Regions from separate parts of the Sus scrofa genome. Here region 1 is linked to region 2. Evidence: chromatin contacts called from public HiChIP or PLAC-seq data. All regions are on one chromosome and are shown on one strand. Each heading gives the region's core, a stretch centred on a gene start, on an enhancer-like site or on the middle of the called end of the contact. The rest is flanking DNA. Distances are from core to core; before and after follow the strand shown.

Region 1 (3,086 bases), core at 449-2,948, 590 kb before region 2:
ATCAAAAAGAAGGATGTTAGTATATCCTGATTTTTTGTTGTTATCTGTCTGTTTGTTTGTTTTTGGCCACACCTGCAGCATATAGAACTTCCTGGGCAATAGATGGAATCATAGCCACAGCTATGACCTACACCCTCCAGCAACACCAGATCCTTAACCCACTGCCCCATAGCAGGAACTCCATCCTGCTTTGTTGTTCACTCTTCCAAATTTCTACAATCACAGCTTTCTGTTTTATTTTTTTTTTTTTTGTCTTTTTGCTATTTCTTTGGGCCGCTCCCGCGGCATATGGAGGTTCCCAGGCTAGGGGTCTAATCGGAGCTGTAGCCACTGGCCTACGCCAGAGCCACAGCAACGCAGTATCCGAGCCGCGTCTGCAACCTACACCACAGCTCACGGCAACGCCGGATCGTTAACCCACTGAGCAAGGGCAGGGACCGAACCCGCAACCTCATGGTTCCTAGTCGGATTCGTTAACCACTGCGCCACGACGGGAACTCCAGCTTTCTGTTTTAAATGTGGTAAAACTTCTCTTTGGCATTAGCAGACTACATGACGAATAAGACTGGAAGAGTGGCCTATTGGGAGTTAAATAGTGCCAGATCTTTATAAGTAGCACCTTTCCCTAGCTTCACCTGTTAGAGCCCAATCCCAATAAACACACACCAGCCCATTTGGAAATGAACTGACCCCTCAAGAAGAAGCAGGTTCACCCCTCTCCAGGAATCTTGGTGCCACACCACCAAAAAAAGCCACTATCGAGGTAAAAGACTTTGTCCTCTCTTTGCTAGCCACTTCCCTCCATGCTCTTAGGACTTAAAACCACAGTCAATAGAACTGGCCTATCTTGTTCTTTTCTTTCCTCTTCATTATCCTGAAAGAGTCTTGAGAGGCTCCACCTCACTTTCCCACCCCACAGGAAGCAAACCATGTGGTTTAGTAAAATGCTTTTGTACCCTACCAGCAGATTTTTACATCTCTTCTTTTCCTCTGATTCAGCCTGCAGCTCTTGGGTAATAAAGATCAGAAAGTTGCCTCAGAACAGATCCTGATGTTTATTACAGAGTCCATATTGGTAACATCCACTTTGGAGCCCAGTGGCTAACCCCAAACTTGGTATCTAATTTACACTCTGCCTGATACAAAGCTGTTCTGTGAATCTGCCACTGTCGTCTTCCTGCATATGTGGTTCAGTCATTTTGTACAAGCACAAGATCCTTGAGAGCCCAACACTGTATGACACTGCTGCAAAAAATATTTCTATCACTATGCTGCTCTGCGATGACTCAGAAAAGATGAAAACAGGCGAGAAGATACCAAAATCACGTTGCCAGAAGCACAGTGCTGGCCAGTTACACAAGCCAAAGAAAAGTCAGCATCCACTTTATCCACACGGTGGTGCTAGCTTCAAAAGAATTACCCAAAAAGGACATGAAAACAGTTCCACTTTCCTCTCTTTAATGAAAAAGCTGTGCACCAGGGTCGAAACCTCACTCGTGGAAGGGGACTATACATGAATTTTGCAAATAAGCATCTAAAATAGATGAGTTTGTCCTAATCCCCACCCTACTTCCCAAGGGGAATAAAAAGAACCAAATCACCATCTTTTTTTCCAACTCACTGATTCAATCTTTATCGACCCTGGGGCAAAAGAATGACTCATACTGGGATCTTGGATGTGTACAGTCCTGGCACAGAACCTTATTATTCCTGAGAGGGAGCTGGGGTAGCCTGGGGAGAGCTGGTCAGCTAGCCATGTAAGGCTTGTCATTGAGTTTGTGTAAGTTCTGTTGGCAGTCTGACAAGATGGGAACAGCAGACATTTCACTGGTGTCACTGAATTAAAACAAGGTGGGCTCAACGTGGGTGCCTTCCAGGCCAATGGGCAGAGAAGGCCAGAAAGTCACAAAAATATGCTCATAGGACCAAGTCTCCTCTATTTGTGGAAACTAAATCTTTCACTTAACTGTTTTAAGAGCTCGAGGTGGTAGTGGGGATCTCATTAAGCATGCCAAACAGCACTTAGGTAATGTAGGTCATGCCAAATGGAACCAGTGACCAGGTGTATAAACAAACAACTTTTTAAAACATGGTGCTTGTCAACACTGAAAGCACCCTCAACTTTAGAAAGGGAAAACTAACAAGAGTGGTTAATGGTCCTTTGTAAGTCTGCCCATACCTGACACTGACACTGATAATGATGAAGACCATGCACCACAGTGATGTAAGTTCAAACTGTTTTCAGACCTGGCCCTAGACTCTGGCAGCTTGCTGATATCTGTGACTTGGAAAAAAACACAAAGTACCACTTACCATTATACCTAAATATCTCCCTCTGGCCCACCATGGAAAATCTCCAATTTAGACGAGAGCCTCATGAATATTATCCCTATAGTTTTATCCCTAAAATATCTATCTTTGAGGTTACCTGGTGACCTAGTGGGTTAAGGATCTGGTGTTGTCACTGCTGTGACACAGATTCAATCCCTGGCCCAGGAACCTCTGCATGCCATAGGCATAGCCAAATATGTGTGTGTGTGTGTGTGTGTGTGTATGTATAAAAACACAGAAGGAAGGAAAGACCCTAGCAAAAATTCCCATTAGAATGAATGAGGTCAATATATTGCCTAATTTACCCTTGAAATAGCAAGGAATTGGATACTGAAAAGATGGCATATGAGACAACTAAGTGTTGACAAAGTCTGAGGAGTTCAGCAGTCACAGAATGACTTGGGTACAAGTAAGAATGAGTCTGGGAGGATCTTCCCATTTATCACAAATTGGACAAAGCAAAGACGACTCACAGGCTCAATCAAATTTGCAGTTGCATTTCATTTGGCTCAGTGTTTTTTCTTTATAATTTGCATTTGTTGTAAATAATTAAAATTCTGGAGATGCCATCTAAAATCCTAGATTTTGGACTTCTCTTTAAAAAATGAAAAGTTGTGTAACCAGTGGATAGAATTCTCAAGTGACAATAATTGCTCAAAGCTGAGAAATAACAGCTGAGTCAACAGAGTACATGGTCACTTGTTCACCATAATCCCCGTCACCCCAACTGTGTCATACCTGATCTGCTTTACTCA
Region 2 (2,730 bases), core at 190-2,689:
TCTTGGGCCTATTTGGTGAAGTTATAGCAAGAATCCTGCTAAGTCAGTTTAGCAAGAATCCCCCCATCCTTGGTATCTGATTAACAACTTCATCCCCCACCTTTGATGTCTAAGTCCTTGGCCTACCTTTGGCAGGCAAGAATCTTGTTAGGCCAGTCTAGCAACAATACCCTACCTTTGATGTCTCCTCTTAGTAATTTTCCATCCACTGGACCTTGGATTTAGCTCCCACTGGCCCTAAGTACAGTAGAACCAGCGGCCCATCTCACCTGACTGAGAATGCAGGGGGAGGAGGCAGGGCAGTGCCCACCTAGTCAATGCTCCATTGCCAGGTGGCAGCTCAGCTTCCTCTCCCCAGGCTATCCCTTTAGACTCAGTGAGGAGACCATCAGGACAAAGAGTCTGGGAGGAAAAAAGTAACACCAGCTCTGCCAATCACTATACTAGCTGAACAGGGAATTGACTTTACCTTTCTCTTCCTCAGTTTTCTGGTCTGTAAAATGGACCTAATAATAGTACCTATCTCAGAGCATTGTAATGTGAGTTTATTACTATGAATTATATATATGAAATACAAACATTACTGTTTTTAAGGAACTTATGGGCATTTCATGTGTATGTTTGATCTTATTATTTAAATAACTATTTATTATTTAAAAGTGTTATCTTAAACTTTAAGATAGGTATCATTTTCTTCCTTTCTCCCTCCCTCCCTCCCTCCTTTCTTTTTTTTTTTTTTTTTGGCTGCCCTTGTGGTGTATGGAAGTTACCTGGTCAGGGATCAAACCTATGCCACAGCACTGACCCAAGCCCCGAGCTGCTGCAGTGACAACAACAGATCCTTAAAGTCTGCGCCATGAGAAAACGCCATGATAAGTATCATTTTTAACCCAGGTAGAGTGATAGAAATGGTACAAAGGATATTATACTCAGCTAAGAAGGGAAATAAGTCATTTAAGTAGGGGTGCTTTGCTCTGCACTGGGTAGTTAAAAATCCTTAAGAAAGCATCCTTCACCCTGTAATGTTTAGCAAGTTAATTTTGCTCTTTCACTGAGCAAGAGAGAGAGAGAGTGAGAGATAAAAGAGATGGTAGCAGGCTGGGCTTCCCAGAAATGTGACTCAGAAGTGCTCAGGGCTGACCATAGACTACCAACCAAATGATGAAGTGGGCAGTCCTCAGGCGGCCAGTTCCTGAAGAGGAACTGTGCGGAAATGCACTGTCTCAATGAGAAACATCTGCTTTGGGGGCCCTGGAAATAGTGGAGGTGGGAGGGTGGAAGTGGTGACTGTGGATCCCCTCTCTATGCTTAGGAAGCTGCTAACCCATCTCACTCTTGACAAGCCCTCCTGGAATAAATACGTTCCTGGAGTGTGGAAGGAAGCCAGGACCACTGAGGAAGTGATGTCTGCAGCCTGCGGGCCAGAGAAGGGGCTGACCTTCTGGCACGTCATCTTAAACACTGATTCCTGGAAGAGCCTCTCGGATCAGAGAAAACTTAGAGATGAGAACCTGAGTGGGAGAAAAATTCTGGGAAGCCTAGGCCATGTTTGATCATGAGAGAAGGAAAACACATTATGGAAAGCTGCCAGTCTTTTAAATCCTCCCTCAACCCAGGGTGAGGACAAAGACAAGAAAAACCATCTAAAAGAATACTGCTTCTGGGGAATGGCCACAGGCACGAAAGCTCATGCGTTTCCCCAAGTGCGAAAGGCGTGCAGTAAACGGAAAACTTGGATCAATGAATTTAAGCTGGATGCTAAAGGGGTAGAGCCAAGAAGTGTAAAATGGATTCTTTCAAGAGAAGTTGCTTTGTAGATAACTGGGGAGCTCCAGCCACTGATAAGAAGGTGTGAGAAAGTAGTTTGATAATGAATATGAAATGAAAGTAGTTTGATCCTGTGTGCAGTGGTTATCAGTTGGTTGGTGAATTAACCTTCTCTTTTCTCTTAATGCCACCACCACTGTTCCTGGCAACCCCAGGGTGAACTTTCCATTTTATATAGAAAATGTTGATTTCCAGAAAGCCAGTTCTCCCAGAAAATTAGAGAAAGTCCTCTTTGTGGGGAAAGCTGCAACGTGAGGAAGGAAAGGAGAACCGTCTTACTCCTCATGCCACTGACCTTGACCTAGATAAATGAAAAGTCTGGAGAGAAAAAAATGAAAAGAGAAGGCTACCTGGAGTTGGAGAGAGAAACTGTAAATTTACCCTCTTAATGCCTACTTCAAATCTTTCAGGTTTCATCCTCCTTCATCTTCATCTGCTTCCAAATGGCACACAGCAATGTCCTGAAATCTTAAGATTAGTATTACTTCTAGATATTCCTTTAGGCCAAAGAAACTGAGGATCAAGCAAAATAGAATGAGGCATATATTTTTAGTTACCTATGTCCCTGAATGATTTTTTTTTTTTGGCTGCATCCATGGCATGCAGAAGTTTCCAGGCCAGGGATTGAATCCATGCCACAGCAGTGATTCAAGCCACAATAGTGACAATGCTGGATCCTTAACCTGCTGGATCCTTAATCTGCTGTGCCACAAGAGAACTCCCTGAATGGTGTTTTTAACACAGTCTAAAATATTTTCCAAAGAAATCACTGTATGATTTTTTTTTTCTTTTTAGGGCTGCACCCAAGGCATAAGGAGATTCCCAGGCTAGGGGTCAAATCGGAGCTACAGCTGCCAGCCTACACCACAGCCACAGCAACATGGGATCCAAGCCATGTCTGTG

The links. HiChIP or PLAC-seq counts read pairs in DNA pulled down with a chosen protein or histone mark.
Region 1: an H3K27ac HiChIP or PLAC-seq map of alveolar macrophages shows a contact between it and region 2. The contact joins two enhancer-like sites. A contact is called at or near these places in 1 of 47 Hi-C or Micro-C datasets (embryonic fibroblasts) and 1 of 2 datasets of contacts at active chromatin or transcription factors (alveolar macrophages).

The regions. Positions count from the first base shown.
Region 1 is chr1:133,272,408-133,275,493 of Sscrofa11.1, reverse strand. No RefSeq gene overlaps it. Among named protein-coding and RNA genes, the nearest start is that of TMCO5A, 110 kb to the left of the region's middle. Within about 2 kb of position 1,698, at least 20 of the 83 cell types and tissues checked have an H3K27ac peak or open chromatin away from gene starts, as enhancers often do. A contact at or near this core is called in alveolar macrophages, where this site is marked.
Region 2 is chr1:132,680,805-132,683,534 of Sscrofa11.1, reverse strand. The region is part of intron 2 of LOC110261469 (a long non-coding RNA gene); the gene reads left to right. Among named protein-coding and RNA genes, the nearest start is that of RASGRP1, 20 kb to the left of the region's middle. Within about 2 kb of position 1,439, at least 4 of the 83 cell types and tissues checked have an H3K27ac peak or open chromatin away from gene starts, as enhancers often do. A contact at or near this core is called in alveolar macrophages, where this site is marked.